7 separate regions of the Mus musculus genome follow, and regions 1, 2, 3, 4, 6 and 7 are each linked to region 5. The links are chromatin contacts, called in public ChIA-PET, Hi-C, HiChIP or PLAC-seq and promoter capture Hi-C maps. All regions are on one chromosome and are shown on one strand. The core of a region is the stretch at or near the end of the contact, and the rest is flanking DNA. Distances in the headings are between cores, read along the strand shown.

Region 1 (3,463 bases), core at 704-3,203, 340 kb before region 5:
CCAGCCCCCATGAGGCATGAGCCATCTATCCTGGAAGCAGTGGTCGAGGTGGGGTGCTTGCTCAGGGTATATATGGATGCCTGTGACATGAAGGTGGGCCATCTCTAGCTGTGACAGCAGTGGCAGTCTTTCTGGAGTGTAACCAAGATGTGCAGTCACTTGGACCTGTTATTCAGGAACTCATGTGATCAGAAAGACTCTTTCAGACCTGGTGTACAAATGTGGTCCTCCTCCGAGTCCCAGTGTGTCCTCTGAAAGGCCTGAGGCCTTCACAGCAGGAGCAGGCTCCACCTGGCATCCTTGAAGGAGCTGGGTGCATAGGCAGCTCCCAGTGCCAAAGGCCCTTGACTGACATAACCAAAGATGTGACAGCTGAGGTGGTGTCCAGCGAGAGACTCCAGGGATGCTTAAATCTATACTATGAATTCTCTCAGGAGTGACAGAGTTTCAAAGACTAAGAAACAGCAGACCAACATAGCTGCTGGTTCTGGGAAAGCCAGAGTCTACCCTGAGCCTAGAACCTTTGACATCACTCAGTGACAGATCCCAACCACGGTATTAGACAACTGTGGCCACAGATCCACACAGAGCACTCATGGCTTCCCATGGCCTTCCAGGGCTGAATCACATGGGAGTCAGGGCCAGCGCCCATGGGGAGCCCTCCAGCCACCTGTCACTGTGTTCAGAAACCCATACTTTCTGGGTTTTTGTGGTTTCTTGTTGTGGTTTGTGTGTCTGTCTGTCTGTCTGTCTGTCTGTCTGTATATCTGTCTGTCTTTCTGTCTCTGTCTCTGTGTGTCTGTGTGTGTCTTGTGTGTCTATGTTTCTGTATGTGTCTGTCTTTCTGACTTACTCTCTATGTGTCTGTCGTGTGTCTGTGTATATTGTGTATCTGTGTGTCTGTCTGTGTGTATCTGTCTATCTCTTTCTGTCTCTGTATGTCTGTGTGTCTGTCTCTGCCTGTCTGTCTGTCTGTCTGTGTAGGCCAGTGGTTGAAGTCAAGTGTCTCCCTTACCCACTCTGCACCTTAGTTTTTGAGCAGGGTCTCTCACTGAACTCAGAGGTACTGATTTGGCTAAGCTGGCTGGCCAGTGTTGTCCCAGCACTTAGACTGCAGGTACACGCCACCACACCTGGCTTTTTAACCTGGATGCTGGAGATCTGAACTCGGGTCCTCATGCTGTGTGGACCTAGGCACACACCCACTGAGTCGATTCTGTAGACTTGTATGCTGTTTTGTTGAGAAACAGAGCAGAATTCACCTCACAGGTCCCCGAGACCAGAAGGGCATAACTCAGTCCTGCCTCAAGTGAGGGGGTAGCTGTGACAGGCCGTCATGAGAACATGCTTTCAGTCTGAGGAGAAGGCAGCTCCACCTGGCACTCTGATGTCACCAGCTTCTTTTGTTCAAACAGCTGGGCTGTTTTGTCGGCCATACTTTCTGGGCAGTGCCTAAGACCAGCTGAGGTACGTTACTGCAGAGTTTTCAATGGCCGGGGCTTAAAATCTGGCTGCTGAGTCAAACTGGTGACAAAGACAGCAATTCCACTAGGAAATTCCACTGAGGCTGGAGGCCCGTGAGTTTACACTGGAATAGGCCTGGGACTCTTCGATGGTAGAGCACCCCAAGGCCCCAGGCTCAGGCTGAGCGCTGCAGAGTCTCTGAGTCTCTGAGTGTGCAGACTTCTAAGCACAGCATACTGGAGGCTGAGATAGAAGGTGGAGAGTTTGAGGCTACCTCACAAACAAACAAACAAACAAACAAACACGTGCTAGGGTAGAGCTCTTGCCTTGGCCCTGGCATGATCTCTAGTGTGGTTTAAAAAAAAAAAAACAACCCTAAAGAAGAGATTCTGGCTGCCAGCAGAGGCAGGAAGCAGGATGTGCGCATCACAGCCGCTTACCACAGCCTGAGGCAGGAAGGAAAGACTGACATAAAAACCCTTTGATCGTGGTCTCTTGATCTCTGAAAGGTTCATCTCATCACGGCTGAGAAAGGATGGGCGTCTATAACTTCTGTGTCGCCTAAGACTCACTGGATCCTCTAGAATATTCCCAACCGAGCCAATGGCCAACGCCCTGGGTAGGCTTCTGGTGAACTGAGCTAGGTGCCAGGTCAGGCGGGAGTCCTCCGCGCTCAGTGGCCTACAGCTGGTACAAGGAGACAGGTAACTTCCAGAAGGCCAGCCTGGCCAGGGTACATGGCCTCAGGCTCCACAAAGCAGAGGCCATTGTCTGTCCCAGTATTCCTTGCCATCAACACTATCATATATCCTATCATATCAGTCATATGATGTTCAGTAAATATTTATAGGTAAAATGAACCATGTAGGAGCTGGGAGATGGTTAAGAGCACTGGCTGCTCTTCCAGAGGACCCAGGTTCAGTTCCCAGCACTTACAGGGCAGCTCACAACTGCCTATAACTCCAGTTCCAGGGGATCTGACACCCTCAAACAGATATACATACAGGCAAAACACCAGTGCACAAAGAAGTAAATAAATAAATCATTAAAAAGGTCTTGGAGGGAGAAGTCTGAAAGGGTATGCTGGTACCGGGGACTATATGCACGTATGGTGGGTATACACATGTTTGGTGTGCACACAAATATCTATGTAGTATGTGCTAGACATAGATGGGCAAAGTGTTTAGCCTCAGCAGCAGAGTCTCTGGACTCAGGACTGACTATAATTTGTGGGCACCACAGTGCAAAATGAAAATATAGAGTCTCTTCTTGGAAAAATAATGAAGACTCTCAGGAGGCCAACAGCCAGAGCCAAATCAGGAGCACAGGACCCTGCAAACGCCATATACCTGGGACGGCCAGCCCTATGAGCTGCAGCCCCAAGTCCTCGCTCCCTAAGAGCTCCCGGTCCATAGGTTTGCATCCCCCCCTGCCCCCACTTCCCAGTTCCCTCTTTTTTTTTTTTTTTTTCTTTTTTATCTAGACAGGGTTTCTCTGTATAGCCCTGGCTGTCCTGGAACTCAGAAATCCGGCTGCCTCTGCCTCCGAGTGCTGGGATTAAAGGCGTGCGCCACCACGCCCCGGCCAGTCCCCTTTTTTTCTTGTAAAGCTAGGTTCCTGCCTGGCTGGTCTCAGGGTTAGCGAGCATCCCTCTGTCCCTTGCTGGGGCACTCACTGTCTGCTACTTTGTGTTGTGGTTGGAACAATGAGAATTTCTTCCCTGGGGAGATGTAAATCCCTTCCTCCCTCCCTCCCTCCTTTCCTTTCCTCCCTCCCTCCCTCTTCTAAGAACGCAATATCAAACTAGAGTTTGGTTTCATCAAGGCTCACACATGACCAGAGCATGAGTGAAGGCTTGCCTACAGGAGTATGTGTGACTCTGTAGCAGCAGACTGGAAAGTTTTCACCCACCATGGATGGTGGCTCCCCCATAGCACAGGTGGAACCCCTTTTCTCACCCCCATCTTTCTAGTCTGGTTCTTTCTAGCAGCCTCTGTGG
Region 2 (3,005 bases), core at 172-2,671, 320 kb before region 5:
CTGGGGCAGAAGGAGAGGCTGCTGAGCCTGGGGTTGAGACTTCAGATACTGGGAAGCCGCTTTGTTTTCCCGGCTTTGTGCTTGCAGGACCCCCTTGTCATGGCAAACCTCATTCCACCTGCTCTAGTCTGTCTCACTTCCTGCGGCCCACCACCCACACTTTTTAAAGTTTTGCGGTCCGATACCTGTGCTCAGAGGCTAGCAAAGGCTCCTGTTAGAGGGGCAGAGTGCGTGTTTCTGAGGAACGACGGTAGATTAGTCTGCAGGACTGGTTGGGCTGTCTAGGAGCAGTAGGATGGATGAATGACCACGTGGGAGCCTTCCAGTTCCGTCCCTCACCTCCTTCTTTATCTATCCATGTAGTTGTCTACACAACTGCCACTAAAACTACTAACACGAGCCTGAGGAGATGGCCCTGTGGCCTGCTCTGTCAGAGGACCTGAGTTTGGTTCCCAGCATCCACGCCATGACAGACTGTTCACAACTGCGTGTCGGTAATTTGATGCCCTCTTCTAGCTCCTGAAGCACCCCCACACACGTGGTGTAAGGTATACACTCACATAGTCATAAATAGAATCTAAATTAAATAAATAAAATTATTAAAATAGTGAAACTGAAGTATAAACCAATTGTACACTGGAAGGTGGGGTGTCATGCACTGGAAGGTGGGGTGTCATGCACTAGAAGGTAGGGTGTTGTGTGATGATATGTGGGGGATGAATTAATGTTGAAATGATCTGTAGCTGAGTCAGGAGGACCAAGTGTGCCCCCCAAGATCCAATTTAGGCTTGAAAGCGCTGGCAAGGAAGAGAAGGCAGGGCACCTATGCCCCCAGAGACAAGGACATCTTACCTTGGTACAACACAGCAAATCCCTGGGCCTGATTGATGCGATCAGAGAAGAAATACAAAATGACAAAATCCAGAGAGACATTGAAAGACAGAGGCGGGCGGCTCCTCCCACTGAGCCGGACCAGGACGCGGTGGGTGTAGCCGTCCAGCAGCTCCACCATGTCTGCAGAGTCCCTGATATCAAACAGGGTGAAGTTGAAATGGATGCGAGAGGCTCCTGGAACCCGGATGGTCCAGTAGCAGACTCTGCCAGTGGCGTAGGTGTCAGGGAAGTCAGGGGAGTACACCACGGCTGCCATGGCTGAGTAGTTCCCACCGCAGGCGCCCACGAGAGCTGCAGAAGAGAGACAGTGGGCCTGAGTCTCAGCCTGGGGCTCATCTCTAATCTGGACACAAACAAGCTCTTAGGAAATGTGATCTTACCAGGACATTGTTTCCAGCTACAAACCAGGCCATCCTGGGTTTTAGGATCAAATCACAGAATGAATCACTTAAACCCTGAACAAATGACTGCAGACTATTTGGTTTCCCCAGGAGACCTCAGCCTAGCGCAGGAGGAGAAGTGCAGCCCAGGCTGGGGTCTGGCTGGAGTCAGACAGTCTGCATTAAGGAGGCGCAGGGCCATGGGATCCTAGGGGCTGCACCTCATTCCCAGGCCTCCCCCTTGTTTTCCAGTTTAGGGCCACCACCTGCTGCTGTATCCCATGACACTGAGAAGACATCTGAGATGAAGTGCATGAAATGCTGGGACCTCTCAGCCGAGGAAAGGCTTTTGAAGAGGTGACGTCATAAAGGAAAGGCCCCGAGTCTCCTCAGGGTGTCCCGTTCCTTAGGGGTGCAGTGTTCGCACGAGAAGTCCACAAGGAGCTCTGGCCTGGAAGACCTGCTCTATAGGGATGCTCTCCTAGCATGTGTGACCACAGGCTGGATTTCCAAAAGCGCCCAAGGGGAAGGCAGGGTAAGAGCAGCCTCATGGTGCTCTGGGTCACCCACACGGTGTCTCGGCCATGATTTCTCAGGACTAGTGGTTTGGACTGGCAGGCTTTTAGAGCGGTTGGAAATGAAAGACTTCAGGAGGGAGTGTAGGAACAAGATTGAAAAGAAAGCTGTTATTTTTCAGTATTCAGATGGAACTCGGCCACACGCGTGCCAGGCAAGCACTCTTCCACTGAGCCACAGCTCCAGCAGGCTTTAGGAAAATTCTTCTCTAGCACACAGAAAAGCAATCAAAGTCTGCTGCTTTGCTGGCCCTGGTGGTGCAGGTCTGTAGTCCCAACTCCACGGAGGCTGAAGTCGCAGGATGTCAGTTCAAGACTGGGTCTCGAAAAACCAAAGGCTGGCAAGTGCTCGGTGGCAGGCTCTTCGCCTACCTTGTGAGCCCCTGGGAAGTGGCTTTTTCTTCCTAGTGATGAGGAAGCTCAAAATCAGAAGCTGAGGTCTCAAGACAACCAAGGGACATTATCAATGACAGTGGGGTCACAGAAATGGGCTCAACTGTGCCAGAGTCCAGAGGGAAGAGGTGACCACCACAGAGGCTGAGACAGCTGCATGGGAACGAGATCCTGGGGAGCAGTGAGCCTGGCTTCTCAGCTGAGCACAGGGTCTGACATACAGTGTGGCCGTCAGCTGAGAACACATGGAGCCTGACATAAAGTGGTAGCCGTGAGCCTGGCTTCTCAGCTGAGCACACACGGAGCCTGACATACAGTGGGGTTCACATTCACTTTTGAGCTCTTCTGCAAAGGCCTCCTCGTGCTGGCAAGAGTGACCAGTGTCCAGCAGCCAGCCAGAGTTCCCCTCTCAAAGGACCAAAGCCTCTAGTTGCTGGGCAGGGGGCGGGGGGCTGTTAACCCATTTCTCCCAGGGCCACTGGAGAGAGGCAGGTGTGACACGTTTGTGTCTGAGAGAGTAGGAGAACACTTCCTTAGGCACTGGTGAAGGCCAGCTCCTTCTGGGAGAAGAGCGAGAGCGGAAGACTTGGTGGCCCTTGGTGGCCGTCAGGCCTCCTTGCGAGAGAACAGGAGTCTCTTTCCCAAGTCCCATCAAAGGCCAAAGTGCATGGCTGCCAGGGGAAGAGCGAGAACCACTGACAACACCTCGTTCCCGTGGCTGGTGGCAAGTCCTACGCTGTAGATAGATAGGGGAACCAGTGAC
Region 3 (3,225 bases), core at 334-2,833, 410 kb before region 5:
CCAAGCTTGTCCCAGGCCCATCCTTGGAGGGTTTGCCCCTGCCTGCCCGCCCTGCCATTACCTGGCCAGATGATGGCTTCCAGCAGTGTGACCCGTCTGGCCAGGAGCTCCAGCTGAGCCTGCTGCTGCAGGAAGCTCTGTAAGCTAGGAGCCTGATGGGAGATCGAGAAGAGCAGACGGTGCGAGTCTGGCCTCTAAGGGCTGGGCTGGGAGCCAAGGGGGGTGAAGGCGGCTACTCCAGGACAGGAATCTGGACCAGTGTCAATCAGGCCTCAGTGGCCCCTCAGGTAGTCAGGAGGATGAGAACTTGGAGGGTGAATGCCAGGCCCTGACAGGGAACTTAGGATACTACGACCATAGTGGCAACTGCAGGAGGGGTACCTGGGGTCAGGAAGGTAGGTCCTGTAAGAGTCTCGAGAACTTTATGGGGAAGCTGGTCAGAACTGGCAAGTGCTCTATTACCCAGAGTCCTCTGGGTCCTGAGTCTGCCTCTGTCACCCACAGTTCCTTGTACTTGAGGAATCTAGCTGTGTAATCTATTTCTTGTGGGTCTGGAGACTGTTCCCATTGCCTATGACCTCTCTAGAGTTGAAGCCCAAATGGAGTCTACATCTCTTATCTATAATCCTATGGGCTTGGGCTCTAACTGTATATGACCCCTGACCCCACTATGGCTAGAACCTGGCTGTTACCCACAATCCCTTGCTGATTAGGCATTTGGTTTCCTCTCTCTCTCTCTCTCTCTCTCTCTCTCTCTCTCTCTGTCTCTCTCTCTGTAGTTGTTGTTGTTTTGTTTTGTTTTTTTTCTAGACAAGGTTTCTCTGTAGTCCTGGCTGGCCTGGAACTCACTCTGTAGACCAGGCTGGCCTCAAACTCACAGAGAACCTGGGATCAAAGGTGTGGGCCACCATGCCCAGCTTAGGAATCTGTTTTCATTGCCCATAAATCCTTGCAAACCTCATCATCTGTTGTCTCCGAGCTGTGTAAGTAACTGTTTCACCCACAATGCCTAGCGAGAGGCACAAGGATGGGTGCAGGAGTAGGACCTTCTCCCGAGAGGGCATCAGTCATCAGGGTTGAGTAGCCTCTGTAGCCTGTGCTTCCTCAGCCTCAGAACTGGACTCAGGCCAGTTCCACCCCAAGAAGGTTTGGGGGAGGCTGGTAAGCAAGGGCTGGGCTGGCTGGCCGTCTGTCTGTCTCTACTCACCATAGAGCCCAATCATTGTTTCCAAGATTAAAACCCTCTCAGCTAAAATCTTCAAAGCCTCGCGTAGTTGGTGCAACCCCTCCCCCTGTGGAGGAAAGAGACAGATGCAGCCGTGACGGGGGGCAGGGAGGGGACCCTGCAAAGCCTGCCAGTGGCCCATGCCCCACCCAGGACAAGCACCTGTAGCCATACCACTTTCCACAGCCCCGGACCCATGGACAGCCAAACAAGATGGAGGGGGACAGGATGGGGACAAGGCAGGAGGAAGCAACCCCTGGACACCATTTCAGAAAGTGCCATTTACACCCAGCTGTATGCAAATTGTGCCACTCTGCCAGTCACCCCTCTGCTTTCTCCAAAGAAGCCATATTGTTTTCAAGGCCCCATGGCATCAGCTCAACCTCTCAGCCCATCCTTACACAGTGTAAGGATCTCTTTGCACAGTGCCTGTGACATCCCTGGGTTGTCTGTGCTCTAGGTGCACCGCCCCCCCCATCTCTGCATTTTAAATTCTTTACATCTTTCTCTATCTCTTGATCCATATTCTTCAAGTTGACTTTCTGTTATAATCAATCCTATCAGCCTCACCCTAACTCTATCAGTGAAACTAAGCTAGTTGTTGGTGATTCTGTTCATGCTAAAATGAGTATTAAATGAAAAGCAAAATGTTTCAATGGCACTATTGCTTAAAATAAGGCAGATCTAAGGCTGGAGCCCAGCACCCTCCTTCAAGAAACCATTCACCTCTGTGCCAAGACCACGGCAGTTCCACACTCTGACCCACCATGGAGAGCACCCTCAGCCCCGCCCCTCTCAGCAGCAGCTGAAGGCACTAGTGGATTCCCAGGGTTGTGGTGGTGGGTTCACCAAGCTCCTTCTTTAAGGCCTCCCAGGCCTAGGGCTCTCCACTGTCCCCAAACAGAGGTTCATTTAGAGACCTCTCTTGGACCTCCTCCCAGTTTGTCCTTTCCTTCCCCAACACAAGGTCCATGGTGTTGCCCAACACATGTCCCCTCCCTAAACAACTTCCAGAATGTGGGTATACTTTCCAACAGACACCAGGGTGTTTGCAACAACTATCCCACACCTGACAGCATCTAGAAGTCTGTTGGCTTTTAGTGTAGGGCGAGTGAAGGGATGCATACACACATCTGTGTGTGTGTGTGTGTGTGTGTGTGTGTGTGTGTATGCACATGCCTCTCCACTCTATTTTGCTTTCTATCTTACTTTTTAAGACAAGGTCTTAAGGTGCACCCAACATGTACAGTTCCAGCTAGCCTGGCTGCCTACCGAGCTTCACCTGTCTCTAGTCCTCCATGCTAGGGTTGCAGGCATATGTGCCATGCCTGACTTCTGTGTAGGTGCTAGGGCTCAGACCTCAGGGCCTCTTGTTTGTACAGGGAGTGCTCTTTCCCACTGTGCCATCTCCCCCACCTCCGTGTGTGTGTGTGTGTGTGTGTGTGTGTGTGTTTGTGTGTGTGTGTTTGTGTGTATGGATTTGTGCACACATGGACCTGGAGGCTAGAAGTTGACAGATGATGCTTTTCTCCACCTTATTTATCGAGGCACAGTCCCTCAATTGAATCCAGAGTTTGTTCTGGTAGTTCTGTTTCTGCCCACCCAGCATTTATGTGGCTCTTGGAATCTGAACTCTGCCCCTCACTTCTGCTATCTCTCCATCTCCTCCCCCTTTTTTTAGCCCCAACCTCACGACAGTGCTGCCTCAGACTCCCATGTGCTGGAATTGAGACCCTTGGCTCACCGTCCAACATCTGAAGCAGTGGCTCTCCACAAGAACATCTAAGCAACCGAGAGGCCTCCCAACGTATCCACTGTGAGTGTGTTCATCTCCCGGGGCCATTCCTTGTGCTTCAGCTGTTCTATTAATATCATAAGTAAAGATGGAGCTATTCTTGGTCCACTGAACTGCCATTTCAGCCTGGGGTACGGGGTTCACTAGAGGTCACATGCTAAAGTAATCCCTCTTCAGGTGTCATAGGAGCAGGTTGTGAAAATGG
Region 4 (3,009 bases), core at 54-2,553, 280 kb before region 5:
CCAAAGAGACAAGAGAGTGACCAGAGAAGGCACTGCTGTGAATGCCAGCATAAAGCAAACTAAGGTGGAGAAAAATGAGAGAGGAAGAGAGAAAAAAAAGACATGAATTCATTTTTATTTACTTTTATTTCTTGTGCGTGCTTCACTGTATGTTTATCTGTGTACCATGTGCAGTGTCTGGAGAGGTCAGAAGAAGGTGTCTGATACCCCAGAACCGGAGTTACAGATGTTCTGAGCTCCCATGTGGGTGCTGGCAACTGAACCTGGGTCCTCTGGAAGAGTGCTAAGTGCTCTTAACTGTTGAGCCATCTCTCTGGCTCGGATTAGTTCATCTTAAAAACTGATATGGCCGGGCAGTGGTGGCGCACGCCTTTATTCTCAGCACTTGGGAGGCAGAGGCAGGTGGATTTCTGAGTTCGAGGCCAGCCTGGTCTACAGAGTGAGTTCCAGGACAGCCAGAGATACACAGAGAACCCTGTCTCAAAAAAAAAAAAAACCAAAAAAACAAAAACAAACAAACAAACAAACACAAACAAACAAACAAACAAACAATGATATGGTTCTCTGAGTTGGCCAACAGGAGGTAAGCAAGCATTCCAGTTGTGCGAAAGGCTGGAAGAGGAGATGAGAGATCATCTTGAAGCGCTATGGCCCCATCTTACCTGCAATAATTGTGCTCGCCCAGTCCTCCTTCCCCGTTGGGGTACTTCAGCGTGTTGTACGGATGCTGGAAAGTCTCGTTCCAGAACAGACATGGCTTCCCACCTTGCAGCGCTGTCCAGCTCTGTGTTCCCCTGTAATCTGCACCGTTGGCTGTGAAGCACTCTGGAAGGAGGAGAACAGCATACTCATTTTCTGGCAACATTTATAGTTTCCTCCCTCTCTGGTGAATGTTTTATTTGTTTTGTTTGGATCAAGCTAGAAATGGATCATGTTTTGCTAGATCTTGGGCGGCCTGCTGGGCTGACTGAATCTGCAAAAAGGTGCCCTGTAACACTGGCACTCTTGGCACCAGCTTGTTGGGGCACTGGGACATTTCCCCTTGAAGTGTGCAGGTCCCAGTGAAGAGATAATCACAGAGCTGGTGTGCTGAAGTCCACGACGTGAGCCAGGAAACCTTCAAATCTAGATAGTTGCTAACAGCCATGCGCGTGGACTTTGGGGGCCCTCCGAGGGGGCCCCTGCGCTCGCCAGCATCTCCCTGCGGTAACTAGAACCAGGGCAGCAGCTGTAACTGAGAGCTCCCCTACAGTCGGAAAGGCTGCGAGGCCACTTGGATTTAATAAGCATCGGACACAGCAACGCTTTGGAATCCCAATCACACAAATCGGGGATGACTCACACTCCCTGGGAATGAGGAACAGTCAGTCCTCCCTGCGCAGTCTGACGTGCAAGAAAACAGGGGCAACGGAGGACGGGGGTGGCACTTTCTCTCACCTCCCCCTGAAGTGCTTTCCTAGAAAATGTGTCAAAATGGTCTCAGGTCCCATTTTATGAAATGACAGTCCTTGCAGGTGCAATCATGTACTTCTAAAATCCACTTCTCAGACTGGGGGTGGGGCTGAGGCTGACAGGCTTCCCACATCTTGTATGCATTAAACTCACAGAGGTTCATGGGAAAGGCGGAGTACAAAGAGCGATTTTTTAAAATTAGCTTAGTTAAAACTGACAGATAGAAGCACTTCAAACACTTCTCTAAGATGTATCACTGGGACCCTGACAGTCTGGGGAGTCACACCAACATGCTCAGCTCTCCCTCTTTCCTTCTCCTAGCTCACAGTGACCTATAACTTCCGGTAATAAGGACGTGGTGTAGTCTCCCGCTGGAAAGTGCATGTGCCTGCTCTAGACTAATAGGCATGTGGACAACAGGAACACAGCTCTATCCTGAAAGCCATCTGACTGCTTAGAGAAACCGTCCACAAAGCGGCTCTCTTCCAGTCACGCCTTCCTCCTACCAGCTGCTCTCTGTGTTTGGTCTGGAATGGCACCGTTTATGGACAGCTCAACTAATCTAGAATTCTAGGAGACAGGAAACCATAGCAACTTACCATGCCTGGTGCAATACTAGTTAGTAAGTGTGAGTCCTCAATTACCAAGAGGATTGTCTACTAGGGGTCTACATTAAGAAAAAGCTCAAAGATAACTGGGCACATCGACTCAGCATAGATTGGCAGATACCAACTAAAGGCTCAGTGTTGGCTTGTTGTTTGATTGCTGCTGACAGGCTCTGCGGCCTTGGTCAAGTCAACATCAGGCACATCAGTTTACAGTGTTCACATGTATGCCAGCCATACTGATTTAGCACACTCCTCTTTACCCAGGAGGCAGCCAGAGCACTCGACCACACCCAGGACTCCAGTGGAAGCACCCTTCCTCTCCTTCACCTCTGTTTTGGACCCACTGACCGCGAGAGAGCAGTTCAGGGCTCCCTTTCCTCTTCTGCTCTACAGCCCCCCCCCCCCCCAGAACTCTAAGGTTTGTCCTATGGGCGTCTGAGAGCCTCTGGGCTGGAAGCCTGGCTCTGCCCCTAGTTACTCATCGCGGTCAAGCCACGCTGGTCTGCTCTTAATCCTGGGAACATACTTTTCCATTTCCTGCCCAAATGTTCTTCCTCTAATATTTCCAGTTGCAAGATAAACATTGCCCCTCAGAATCCCCTTCCCATCTCTGCCCACCCCTGCCCCCTTCATCTGTCCACAGTACTCACTATCATACACACATACATACACAGCCCTAAATCCAGGATGCACACACTGAACACAGGGTCAGCCAACTGCACACACACACTGGCATCTTCCTAGACATCACCCCCTGAATGGTATGAGCTGACAGCTATTCACACATTGTAATAGTTTGGGTGTTCTAAATGGTCTAAGGATGACCAGAGCATATGAAGGATGTTCAATGACACACAAACAAGTATCTGCACCGTGGGTCCTAAGAGGCTAGAGCAAAGGCTGCACGGAGTGGCTGATTCTAAGACTATCACACCAACCTCTGTCAACT
Region 5 (3,392 bases), core at 709-3,208:
GTTCTGAGTTCAAGTTCCAGCACCCACATGGTGGCTCACAACCATCTGAAATGGGATCCGATGCCCTCTTCTGGTGTATCTGGAGAGTGAGTGTATTCACATACATAAAATGAATAAATCTAAAAAAAAAAAAAAAAAAAAAAACCTCAAAAAAAGCAAAACCAAAACAACCTGATGCATGGGGGTGGTTGGGAGAGGGCTGGGGGTGAGGATGCTGTGTTCTCTGGTGATGAGCTGGAGGCCTTGGATGGGGCGGCAGGGAGGAGGGTAAGTCTATGGGGGTATCCCTAGCTGAGATTCCTACCAGAGGGGGATATAGAGACTGAAGTGGCCACCTCCTGTAGCCAGGCAAGACTTCTAGAGGAGAGAAGGGGACATCAATCGCCTTGCCTATAAGAAGTGCAGGGATAAAGATGGAGCAGACCAATATAGCCAACCAATGCCCGGCCCAACTTGAGATCCATCCCATGTGAGAGAGCGGATCCCTGACACTACTAATGATGCTCTGCTAAGCTTGCAGTCAGGAGCCTAGCATAACTGTCTTCCGAGAGGCTTCATCCAGTAGCAGATGGAGACAGATGCAGAGACCCACAGCTAAGCATTGAGTTGAGCTGGGAGTCTTGTGGAAGAGATGGGAATAGAACTGAGCAGTGGAAGGGGGTCAAGGATGCCCCAAGGAGACATACAGAGTCAACTAACCTGGGACCATGGGGGCTCACAGAGCCTGGGCCACTGACAAGGAAACCTACAGGAGCTGAACTTATCCCCCCCACCCCCATCTGTAGCAAACGTGCAGCCTGGTCTGTATGTGGGTCCCCTAACAAGTGGAGTGGAGCTATCTTGGTCTCTGTTCCCTGCCATTGGATCCCCTCCGCCTCCCTGGACTGCCTGGTTGGGCCTCAATGGGAGATGTTGTACCTAGTCCTGCTGAGACTAGATGTCCCAGGGTAGGGTGGTATCAAAGAGGTATTCTCTAAGGAGAAGGGGAGGGAGCAATGGGGGGGGGGGATTTGTAAGGGTGGGACTAGGAAGAGGGGGCTATGATTGGGATATAAAGTGAATAAAAAATAAATTATTGGAAATAGGAAAAGGAAAAAAAATACTAATGTAGGGGTGGCTGTGTAGGTGAAAAACGCCCAGCACCCAGGTGAAAGGTTGGCAAGGCTGAGCCTGATCGTAACCCCAGTGGCAGAGAGCAGAGACAAGCAGACCATGGAGGTGTAATGGCCAGCCAGCATAGCCTCAGGGGCAAGCTTCAAGTGCACTGACTCTTATAAGGCGGAAAGCAATAGAAGAGTACACTCTCCCCCACCCCATCCCATCCCCTGAAACCTATTTCCACCCCCTCCTCACTCCCATTCCCTAATGAAAGGAATACTAAAGTCTGGAGGTATATATAGCTCAGTGGTATCTCTAGTTCCACAGTAAAGGGGAATAGTGGAGTGCTAGAGCATTAGGTTCTGGGGTCTGGCTCCAGCACAGCAAAACAAAGACAACAGTGATAAAAGCTCATACCAGAAGAGATCAGAAATAAGAAGAAAAACGAAACCACATGTATTCTCACTATGCAGACTTTATTTACTAATCCCTTACTACATGCTAGCCAAGGCTCTAGTGTTTTCTTTTAAAGTTATTAATTTATATCAATTAATTTATATGAAATAGGGTTTGATCTATAGCCCCAGCTGGCCTAGCTAGACCTCCCTATGTAGCCCAGGCTGCTCTCAAACTGGCAATAAAGTGCTGAGATTACAAGTGAGTACTACCCTGCTACATTTAGTTTTGCAATCATCTCATTTTCTAAAGACTCATTTTGTGAAAATTTCCCAGGTGTGTGTGTGTGTCCGCTAACCCTAAGCCGGATATGCCACCAGTTCAATTTTCTGCTGTACTGGGAAGTGGGGGGGGGGGGGGGACGGGACGGGGGACGTAGCGCCGGACATTAAAATGGGGTCGGGCTAGGGTAAAACCGTGAGACTCGGTCTGGAAATCTGGCCTGAGAGGACAGCCTGGCAATCCTCAGCCGGGGTGGGGACGTCTGCCGAAGATCCTTGGACTCCAGCAACCAGTGGTCGCCACCGTCCATCCACCCTAAGGCCCAGTTTGCACGGCGGAGAACAGCTGTGCAGCCACGCTGGACACTCACCCCGCCCGAGTTGAGCCCGCCCCCGGGACTACAGGACCAATAAGTGATGAATATACCCGCGCGTCACGGAGCACCGGCCAATCGCGGACGGCCACGACCCTAGAAAGGCTGGGCGCGGCAGGAGGCCACGGGGCGGTGGCGGCGCTGGCGTAGACGTTTCCTGGCTATGGTGGTGGTGGCAGCGGCGCCGAGCGCGGCCACGGCGGCCCCCAAAGTGCTACTCTTATCTGGCCAGCCCGCCTCCGGCGGCCGGGCGCTGCCGCTCATGGTACCCGGTCCGCGGGCAGCAGGGTCGGAGGCGAGCGGGACACCGCAGGCTCGCAAGCGGCAGCGGCTCACGCACCTGAGCCCGGAGGAGAAAGCGCTGCGGAGGTGGGCCCGGCGGGCAAGGCTGGGGCGCGGGGCGGCAGGACTGGGATTGGGACTCTCTCGTGTGTGCCAGCTGGTGGGCTCCGTACGGTGGGTTAGATTCACCTCTAGTGTCTAACCTGGGAAGCGGAGCTGAGGGGGATGCCCCTCCGAAGGTCTGCGTCGGGGGTGTGTGCAGGAGCTCCCGACACAGGCACAGAAGAAGGTGCCCGACGCCCAGTCCTCTGTAAATGCTCGCTCTTTGTGGTCGTAGGGTAGGAACCGCTCCAGCTGTCATTGCAGCCACTTGGGAACCCCACCCTGGGAACCGAGTCCACAGCGTCCGGCATCCCGAGAGTTTGGCTTGGGGAGGGACAGTTGGTAGCGTCCCCGCCGCCTTCACGGATATCGCTCTAGCAAGGAGCCTGTGGGACGGAATTGGACCCAGAAAGTAGCGGGGGAGGAGGGAAGAAGCATATGACGCAACGGGAATGTATCAGCCCGGTGGTAAAATGAGATCCGGGTGGACAGCCGCACGGGAGAGAATCAAGCAAGTCTTCAAGGCCTGTGGATAGAAAGCAGCGTGTGTATGCGTGTGCGTGTGCGTTTTGATAGGAGCTTTAAGCGTGTTTACTTGCTAAGCCTTATTCTGTAAAGTCAACGAAAGCACCAGCTGGCCACGTCTACAAATGAAGACACATGAAAGCTGGAGATGACTCAGTTATGTTCCCTGTCTCCTCCCCAAGGAAACTGAAAAACAGAGTAGCAGCGCAGACTGCTCGAGATAGAAAGAAAGCCCGGATGAGCGAGCTGGAGCAGCAAGTGGTGGATTTGGAAGAAGAGGTAAAGGGACTTCAGGCCATGCTTTCATCCCATCCATATCAGGGCCCATCCTAAA
Region 6 (3,399 bases), core at 873-3,372, 380 kb after region 5:
TTGAGGTGACCTCAGCCTGTCTACTCCTCTTTCTCATCCCCGTGGGTGATGATGTAGCAGAGAGACTTGTAGTCAATGTTGCCGGCCAGGTCCATGGGTGTCAGCGCAAACAGTTGCTCTACCTGCAGGGGGACAGCAGAGATGTCACCCTATGATACCCTGTCCCAACAGCTGTGCTTCCGGACTCAGCCTTTTCAACCCCAAACTGCAGTCTGCTGGATTTTCCTGTTTCTGAACAGATTAGGAAACAGGCCCAATGGGGAAGGGGCCAAAGGGCTCACCACATAGATAAACCCACCCTCTTGGGAGTCTGCGTCCTCCCTTTTGGGTTTTAACAGAGCCTATATCTCTTCTCAGAAGATCCTGTTATCCATTTGGCTCCCACCAACACAGCCCTGTGGGGGGCGTGAGGGGGGGGGCAGCGGGTCATGACAGGAACAGGAGTTGGTGGGTCTGGGTGTCTCACCTCAGCAGGAGAGAACTTGTCTGCCTGGGTCATGAGAAGCTGCTTGAACCTGAGGAGAGAGAATGCCTGAGCTGGGAGTGCGAGGCTGGGGCCCAGGGTAGAGCTGCTCACCTGCCTGAGGCGCACAAAGAACCTCACCACCTTCTGGGTTTCCCCATGGCGCCCGCCCTGGGGCATGAAAGGGCCTCACTTACTCTTCCTTGTTCACCACCCCCTGGCCGCTGGGGTCGAACATGCGGAAGGCACTCAGGATGGCTTCCTCGGGGTCCGTCCCTGGAGGGGGGGGCGGGGCGAGGCAGCCAAGTGAACTCTCAGATCCCCTGCCGCGAGGCCCCACCCAGGATGAACTTGGAGTACAAGGGAGCTTCTTTGTACTGGGGCCTGAAGGGCTCCGGCTATACCGAGTGAATAAAGGTGGGGTGGGGTAGATTGGAGGGTGCAGAAGAGACTTGAGTCGGAATTCAGAGTGTTTCTTGGGCATCAAAGGGGTTGGCAGGCCCGGCTGGGAAGTCAAAACTGTGATTAGGAAGTGGATATTTCCTGAACCCAAGCCAGTTCAGGCGCTCCACATCCTCTGCGTTGGCCCTGGGCAGGCAGGGTGCACAGGTTTCAGGGGAGTTAGGTTGAGCCTCACGTGGGGCTCCCGGGTCAGGTGAGGTCGGGTTTGCGCTGTGGCTAAGGAGACTCAGACCTCCTGCCAACTCACCATTGAGCTTCTCCCCGAAGAGTGTGAGGAAGACGGTGAAGTTGATGGGACCCTTCCCTTCCTGCAGCATGGCGTCCAGCTCTTCCTCCGGAACACTTACCCTCCCTAGGAGAGTAGGTCTTGAGGTGACCCAGGCCGCCCTCCCGGGCTTCCCAGGCAGTGAGGGCAGAGGCAGGGGCAGCTCTAGCTGTGTGGCAGGTGGGGGAGGGGGATTCCTGCCTGAATGAGGCTAAGTAGGAGAGAAAGGGCGGGGCACTGTCCTCTCTCGGAGCAAGTGCCTGAGGTGAACAAGCCGGGTCCCTGGGAGGTTGCTCCTGGACCCACTCACCGAGCTGGGAATAGGTCTCCTTCAGGTCTGATTTGCAGATGATCCCATCCCTGTTCTGGTCAATGCAGCTGAAGGCCTGTGAGGAGATGGCCTGCAGGTGGGAGCTGCTCACCCCATCTCTTCCAGGGATGGCGGGTAAGGGAGAGTCTCGGGTAGTATGAGCGAGGTTGGAGGCAGGAGCACTGACCCTCAGAGGAGAGCCGTGTGCATGGGGTATGAAGTGGCTCCCCGGATCGGGGAGAGGCTGTTTGGGATAGGCTACTCACTTCCTTGAATTCCTGAATCTGGGCTTGTTCGAACATTGAGAAGACATTAGAAGAGCCACGTTGTGCCTGCTTGGTGGCTGCAGCCTTGCCTCGGGTCCCAGCCTTCCTACTGGCCTGTAATACTGATGATCAGAGGGGTCCTCTCTCCAGTTCTCCAAAGACCTCCTCCCTACCTCATGTAGTCTCGTGGGAGTGCCAGGGAGAGGTGCCTTTCCCCACCCGAGATCACTTCCCTGAGCCCAGCACAGGCACACAAGTCCCTGGCTCTGTCCCAGGGCAGCTCAGAGACTAGCACCTGGGTGTGGCTGGTCTCTTGTTCCCCACCCAGCACTCACCATGATCTGTGGCGGTCTGACTGAGTGATCGTGCCACCCAGCTCTTTATGTCTCAGCCTTATCACCCAGAGGCCCAAATAAGGAGAGGAATGGATGATTGGGCTAAACTTGGAAGCCCCCGCTGGTGGAGAAAGACAGGGCTCCACATAGATCCTATTCACACTCCTGGTAACCTTCAGGCCCCCAAGTGTAACATCCTAGGATCCACCCATCCATCTCTTGTGACCAGGCTCCATGTCTTCCCTGGTCAGAGACGCTCCAAACGTGTGCTAGTCCAGGTCATGGTGGTGTGATTCCCTGTGATGCCTGCATCTGACCGTCCTCTCACCTGACTAGTGCTGTCTATACTCTGGGCTTGGGAAGCAGTACATGATTCTGAGAATGGTCTCTGGCCTGAATCCCCTGGGTCAGATAAAACCCCTGAGTTCTGGCCTGCTGGCCATCTGACAATGGACAGACAGCAGTTCTAACCAGGCTGTGAGCCCCACAGGACCATTGGCTTGATTTGGGGGTAACTCAGGATTGGAGTGACCGAATGCTGCTCTCCCTACATTCAGACATGCGCTCTTCACTCGGCCTGTCCTGCTGAGACGCGCGTACCCACCCTATACGGAATCTTGTGTTTCTTAAGCTCCATCTCAACTCTACCCTCCTCCTCCAAATTCTCTCTGACGTTCCCAACTGAGAGCTGTAGCCTTCTCCTGGGCACCCAGCTTGCTCCACATCTGGAATCCAGAAACCCTGGCACGTGGCAGGCCTACATGATGCTGTTTCACAGGAAAAGTTTTGGGTTCTTATGAAACTGGCCCACAAAGACCATCTCATGTTTCTGAATTTGGGACCAAGGGGCTTTGGTTGCAAGCAGCAGCCGTCAACTTTTGAGGACCTTAGTGTGGCAGAGGAGTCAGAGAAGCTGGACAGCTTAGGGGAGATCATGAGTAGGTCTCTGACTAGGTTCAGTGTTCATCCTCACCCCAATGTGGCTATGCAAGGTGAGTTAGGATATGGGCACTATCTCCTGTTAGGACTCAAGTCCCACTCCATCCTCTTTTATTTTGAGATAGGGTCGGCTATGTAGCCAAGGCTAGCCTGGAACTCACGATGTTTCCCAGGCTGGTGCTGGGATTACAAGTCTGTACCACACACAACTCCAAGGCCTCCTTTTGTATGAATATTTTATAACACCCTCCTAACTACCTGAAAACAAAGTTCAATCATTCAAGTTGGATGTATAAAGAGAGACAAAACAAAACAAACAAACAAACCAGCACAATGCCTCAGATCCCAGTATGTACGAA
Region 7 (3,229 bases), core at 108-2,607, 370 kb before region 5:
GGCACACTGTAGGGGTGCTGTGGCATCTGCCACATCTGCCACTCGGCTGTTCCCATCTCAGACAGCTAACTGCCTGACCTCTGCTGCCTCAGCCACTTCTACCCCTGAGCCTGCTCTACCCGGTCACCTGCTTTTGCTAGCTCCCAGGGGGGGTTGCTGGCCTCTGACCACAAGAAAGGGAAACTTCTAAAAAGAAAGAAGTGAGGCCACAGGGGGGTGGGGCCCTCACGGGCCTTTGAATGGGCTGAAAGGCCTAAGAGGCCTGGTTAGTCCACATTGTCTGTCCTGGAGACAGGGGCAGGGGCTACAGGCAGAGCAGGGGCCAGGGCAGGTTCAAACTCTGCCATCGAGTCCAGAAAGGGAGAGCTGAATCCCAGCTCTTCCATGAATACCCACCACGAGCACATTAGTCTCAGTTTGCCCCTCTATTGAGTGGGGACAAGTTTCCCTACATCCTCCAGTCTTGAAGGCACTGTCTAGAAAAAGCCCCACAGGACCCGATCCTGGGAAACACTCCACAAAGGCCGGCAGAGAGTCATAGGCTTTTGGGAGGTCCAACCAAATGCCAGGTCCCAGGGGGCCTCTGACACTGACCCACTGTGCAGTCTCCACCCCAGTCCTTCCTCCGAGTGAAATAAATAGCTGGGACATAAAAAAAGAAAAAAGAAAAAAAAAAAGAAAGAAAGAAAGAAGAAAAAGACAGTAGCAGGGGAAAAGAGAGGGGATTCCTGAAGGGCTGGCTAAGGGGTGATCCTGGCATTTTACATGTACATGAAGGGAAGGGGGGCTTGGGCGAGACCCACAGAAGTCCTGGGAAGCTCTGTTGCATTGCCATGGGTCCACCTTCTGGGGCCTCCGGGATCTCAGTAGGGGAGGCCGTCTGTTCTTTCACACAGAAGTAGGTGAGCCGGCTATCCTGAGCACAGCGTGCCAAACCCCTGCTCCCACTGCTTATGGTATAGAGATGAGCGATGGAGCCCCTGCAACAGTCTCGGACTGCCTCCGATGTCCCGGGATTGCAAGGAGCTGGGGTCGGGTCTCTGTCCCAGTCCTAGGGTTGCATGGAGCTGGGGTCGGGTCTCTGTCCCAGACCCTGAAGTTGCACAGAGCTGCGATCGGGTCTCTGCCCCAGTCGCGGGATTGTACGGAGCTGGGGTCGGGTCCCTGTCCCAGTCTCGGGGTTGCACGGAGCTGGGGTCTGCTTCCCTCACCCCAGTGCTGGGATTGCACAGAGCTAGGGGAGACTTACCTGCGACCCGAGAACCGGGCGCCCGGGACGCTCCACGCGGCGCCGCCTCCCGGGAGCAGGAGCCCGAGGCAGAGCAGCGTCCAGGCCCGCGGGCCGCCCATGCTGTCGTCCCCACCGCAGCCGCGGGCGCGCAGAGCCGGTTCCGGGCGGAGCAGGGCGGGGGCGCTCGGCTTCGCCCGCCCCTCGCCCCCCGCCCCCCGCCAACCCGGAAGCCGTCCGCGCCCCCGCCAGGACGCCCTCCAGGTGCCCACCTGAGCCGCAGACTGGGAAACTGAGGCCCTGGCCGCACCCGCCCCCTCGTCCCCGCAACGCTGCCAGGACCTGAACCCACCACTCCAGAGCGATCGCCTCTGGACGCACATCTTTGACATCTTTGCGGAACTGGGTTCCCGAAACACACAGGATCTTCCCATCGACCTAACACAGGCTTCCTGCGCGAGCTGTGCCATTGTCCCAGGCATCTCACCCCATACATCCTGCCCTGACTAAAGCTTTCATCACTCCGTGTTGGGCTGGCTAGGTCGCCCATGTTACGGAGGAGAAACCCGAGGCTCAGGTGCTCCCGCGTCCCCTAAGTGCAGTGACCCTTATACCTGTTTTACAGGGAGACACTAAGGCCCAGAGCACTCTGGCAGAGTAACCCCAGACCCACAATCCCCTCATCTCAGTGTTGGGGTCTAAGCACAAGTGTAGACAGCATTTTGGCATAGGCCTCAATTTCCCATTCCCTAAGGTAAGGACTGGCTGAGAGCAGAGGGCCTGGGTGGGACTCAGGCACATTCCACGCGGCATAGCAGGTGCGAGGAGTTTGCCTGTGCTGACATGATAGACTATTTGTGTGCATGGATAATGTTGTATGCATGCACGGCGCTGTAAACATGTATGTGCTGAATCTGTGTGTACACGATGTGTTTGTGAGCATGGGCAGTATTTGCTTATGTACGCCATATTTGAATGAACAATGTATGTGTTTGTGTGGTGGGCATGTGTATGCATGTATGTCTGTGTACACGTGAGATGCCTGTATGCATGCATATCATGTTTGTGTACACGTGTGCATGTGTGTGTATATGAACATGTGTGTATATGAACATATATGTACATATATGTACACACATATATGTACATATATGTACACACATATATGTACATATATGTACACACATATATGTACATATGTGTGTATATGAAGTATGATTTTCTTTCTTTCTTTCTCTTTCTTTCTTTCTTTCTTTCTTTCTTTCTTTCTTTCTTTCTTTTAGATGAGCTCTCTATATGTCCTGGCTTGGTCTGGAACAAATACACACACACACACACACACACACACACACACACACACACACATATATAATATGGCTAGCTTTCATTTCACAGAGGTCTGTCTGCCTCTGCCTCCTGCATGCTGGGTTCGATACTGTGCCCAGCTCTACACAAGAGCAGAGTCGTCACCAAGGGAGGTCACAGAAGACGTCTACTGCACGCCCCAGCAGTGAGCAGCCTAGGTCAGGGAATCTTTGCCCAGCTCAGCTGTGCAAGGGGCCATGCTCCTGTGGTTGCTTGCCCATCTCTGTGTGGAAACAAAGACAGTCTGAGTCCTGGGGCTTGCTTCTCCTGGACCTGTGGGTAGAGTCAGGACCAGGGCATAACCAGAGTCCTTTGCAGAGAAAGAGAGAGCCCAGCCCTGTCTCCAAAAGGCCAGGTAGTAGGTGCTGTTCAAACCCTGTCTCTCAACTGCTCTGCTCACGCTGGCTTACACAAGTCTTCCCCCGGTCTGAGCCTCAGTTTCTTGTTTGGTCCTCGTAGGTCTTTGGGCAGACTTATAATGTCCCAGATGCTTATGGCTCTCCAAATCTCCCAGGTCCCTCCAAGGGTATGGACACGGGCCTAACTTGGCCCCCTTAGGGGTGCCTGCCTCCCTTCACTAAGATCATTGGCACTTGGTGTGTGCTGTCTTTTGACACTAAATCAGTCAGTCAGTCC

The links. Promoter capture Hi-C pulls out the DNA fragments that hold promoters and counts their contacts. A called contact is a pair of places that touch in the nucleus more often than the background predicts. ChIA-PET counts read pairs in DNA pulled down with a chosen protein or histone mark. HiChIP or PLAC-seq counts read pairs in DNA pulled down with a chosen protein or histone mark.
Region 1: a contact with region 5 is called in an RNA polymerase II ChIA-PET map of memory CD8 T cells, with 156 read pairs. The contact joins the enhancer-like site here to the promoter of Xbp1 in region 5. A contact is called at or near these places in 6 of 39 promoter capture datasets (the 3T3-L1 cell line, cranial neural crest, embryonic stem cells and 2 more), 5 of 484 Hi-C or Micro-C datasets (B cells, CD4 T cells, the N1E-115 cell line and 2 more) and 18 of 115 datasets of contacts at active chromatin or transcription factors (the 230-238 cell line, CD4 single positive thymocytes, DN3 thymocytes and 14 more).
Region 2: a Hi-C map of nephron progenitors shows a contact between it and region 5, with 3 times the contacts expected there. The contact joins the enhancer-like site here to the promoter of Xbp1 in region 5. A contact is called at or near these places in 2 of 39 promoter capture datasets (hippocampal neurons and neural stem cells), 1 of 484 Hi-C or Micro-C datasets (nephron progenitors), 9 of 115 datasets of contacts at active chromatin or transcription factors (the NIH/3T3 cell line, the SCID.adh cell line, bone marrow-derived macrophages and 6 more) and 1 of 9 other capture datasets (embryonic stem cells).
Region 3: a contact with region 5 is called in an H3K27ac HiChIP or PLAC-seq map of oligodendrocyte precursor cells, with 8 times the contacts expected there. The contact joins the enhancer-like site here to the promoter of Xbp1 in region 5. A contact is called at or near these places in 17 of 39 promoter capture datasets (the 3T3-L1 cell line, the C10 cell line, the HPC-7 cell line and 12 more), 2 of 15 datasets of contacts at CTCF or cohesin (embryonic stem cells and large pre-B cells), 16 of 484 Hi-C or Micro-C datasets (the AML12 cell line, CD4 T cells, CD8 T cells and 11 more), 21 of 115 datasets of contacts at active chromatin or transcription factors (the 230-238 cell line, the NIH/3T3 cell line, the SCID.adh cell line and 17 more) and 2 of 9 other capture datasets (adipose tissue and embryonic stem cells).
Region 4: an H3K27ac HiChIP or PLAC-seq map of double positive thymocytes shows a contact between it and region 5, with 4 times the contacts expected there. The contact joins the enhancer-like site here to the promoter of Xbp1 in region 5. A contact is called at or near these places in 9 of 39 promoter capture datasets (3T3-L1-derived adipocytes, the HPC-7 cell line, cranial neural crest and 6 more), 7 of 115 datasets of contacts at active chromatin or transcription factors (the 230-238 cell line, astrocytes, bone marrow-derived macrophages and 3 more) and 1 of 9 other capture datasets (adipose tissue).
Region 6: a promoter capture Hi-C map of trophoblast stem cells shows a contact between it and region 5, with 9 times the contacts expected there. The contact joins the promoter of Myl7 here to the promoter of Xbp1 in region 5. A contact is called at or near these places in 9 of 39 promoter capture datasets (the SN4741 cell line, cranial neural crest, embryonic stem cells and 6 more), 15 of 115 datasets of contacts at active chromatin or transcription factors (the NIH/3T3 cell line, astrocytes, cardiomyocytes and 11 more) and 1 of 9 other capture datasets (embryonic stem cells).
Region 7: a contact with region 5 is called in a promoter capture Hi-C map of neural stem cells. The contact joins the promoter of Emid1 here to the promoter of Xbp1 in region 5. A contact is called at or near these places in 19 of 39 promoter capture datasets (the 3T3-L1 cell line, 3T3-L1-derived adipocytes, the C10 cell line and 15 more), 1 of 484 Hi-C or Micro-C datasets (uterus), 15 of 115 datasets of contacts at active chromatin or transcription factors (the 230-238 cell line, DN3 thymocytes, the SCID.adh cell line and 11 more) and 2 of 9 other capture datasets (embryonic stem cells and pancreatic islet).

What each region holds. Positions count from the first base shown.
Region 1 is chr11:5,175,413-5,178,875 of GRCm38.p6, forward strand. No RefSeq gene overlaps it. Among named protein-coding and RNA genes, the nearest start is that of Emid1, 25 kb to the left of the region's middle. Within about 2 kb of position 1,954, at least 89 of the 459 cell types and tissues checked have an H3K27ac peak or open chromatin away from gene starts, as enhancers often do. A contact at or near this core is called in the 230-238 cell line, B cells, CD4 single positive thymocytes and 9 more, where this site is marked.
Region 2 is chr11:5,200,845-5,203,849 of GRCm38.p6, forward strand. Kremen1 (kringle containing transmembrane protein 1) reads right to left here. Exons shown (of 9, transcript NM_032396.3): 6 at 853-1,185. Among named protein-coding and RNA genes, the nearest start is that of Gm25142, 50 kb to the right of the region's middle. Within about 2 kb of position 1,422, at least 10 of the 459 cell types and tissues checked have an H3K27ac peak or open chromatin away from gene starts, as enhancers often do. A contact at or near this core is called in nephron progenitors, where this site is marked.
Region 3 is chr11:5,109,483-5,112,707 of GRCm38.p6, forward strand. It overlaps Emid1 (EMI domain containing 1), which reads right to left. Exons shown (of 15, transcript NM_080595.3): 14 at 1,208-1,292. Among named protein-coding and RNA genes, the nearest start is that of Gm46266, 4.4 kb to the right of the region's middle. Within about 2 kb of position 1,584, at least 6 of the 459 cell types and tissues checked have an H3K27ac peak or open chromatin away from gene starts, as enhancers often do. A contact at or near this core is called in the SCID.adh cell line and oligodendrocyte precursor cells, where this site is marked.
Region 4 is chr11:5,243,113-5,246,121 of GRCm38.p6, forward strand. It overlaps Kremen1 (kringle containing transmembrane protein 1), which reads right to left. Exons shown (of 9, transcript NM_032396.3): 2 at 663-825. Among named protein-coding and RNA genes, the nearest start is that of Gm25142, 7.2 kb to the right of the region's middle. Within about 2 kb of position 1,304, at least 163 of the 459 cell types and tissues checked have an H3K27ac peak or open chromatin away from gene starts, as enhancers often do. A contact at or near this core is called in 3T3-L1-derived adipocytes, adipose tissue, astrocytes and 2 more, where this site is marked.
Region 5 is chr11:5,518,683-5,522,074 of GRCm38.p6, forward strand. Xbp1 (X-box binding protein 1) reads left to right here and starts at 1,959. Exons shown (of 6, transcript NM_001271730.1): 1 at 1,959-2,518; 2 at 3,241-3,337. The coding sequence starts at 2,313.
Region 6 is chr11:5,896,660-5,900,058 of GRCm38.p6, forward strand. It overlaps Myl7 (myosin, light polypeptide 7, regulatory), which reads right to left and starts at 2,123. Exons shown (of 7, transcript NM_022879.2): 1 at 2,102-2,123; 2 at 1,767-1,880; 3 at 1,501-1,576; 4 at 1,173-1,277; 5 at 661-739; 6 at 467-515; 7 at 1-122. The coding sequence starts at 2,104. The coding sequence ends at 21.
Region 7 is chr11:5,150,873-5,154,101 of GRCm38.p6, forward strand. Emid1 (EMI domain containing 1) reads right to left here and starts at 1,358. Exons shown (of 15, transcript NM_080595.3): 1 at 1,250-1,358. The coding sequence starts at 1,350.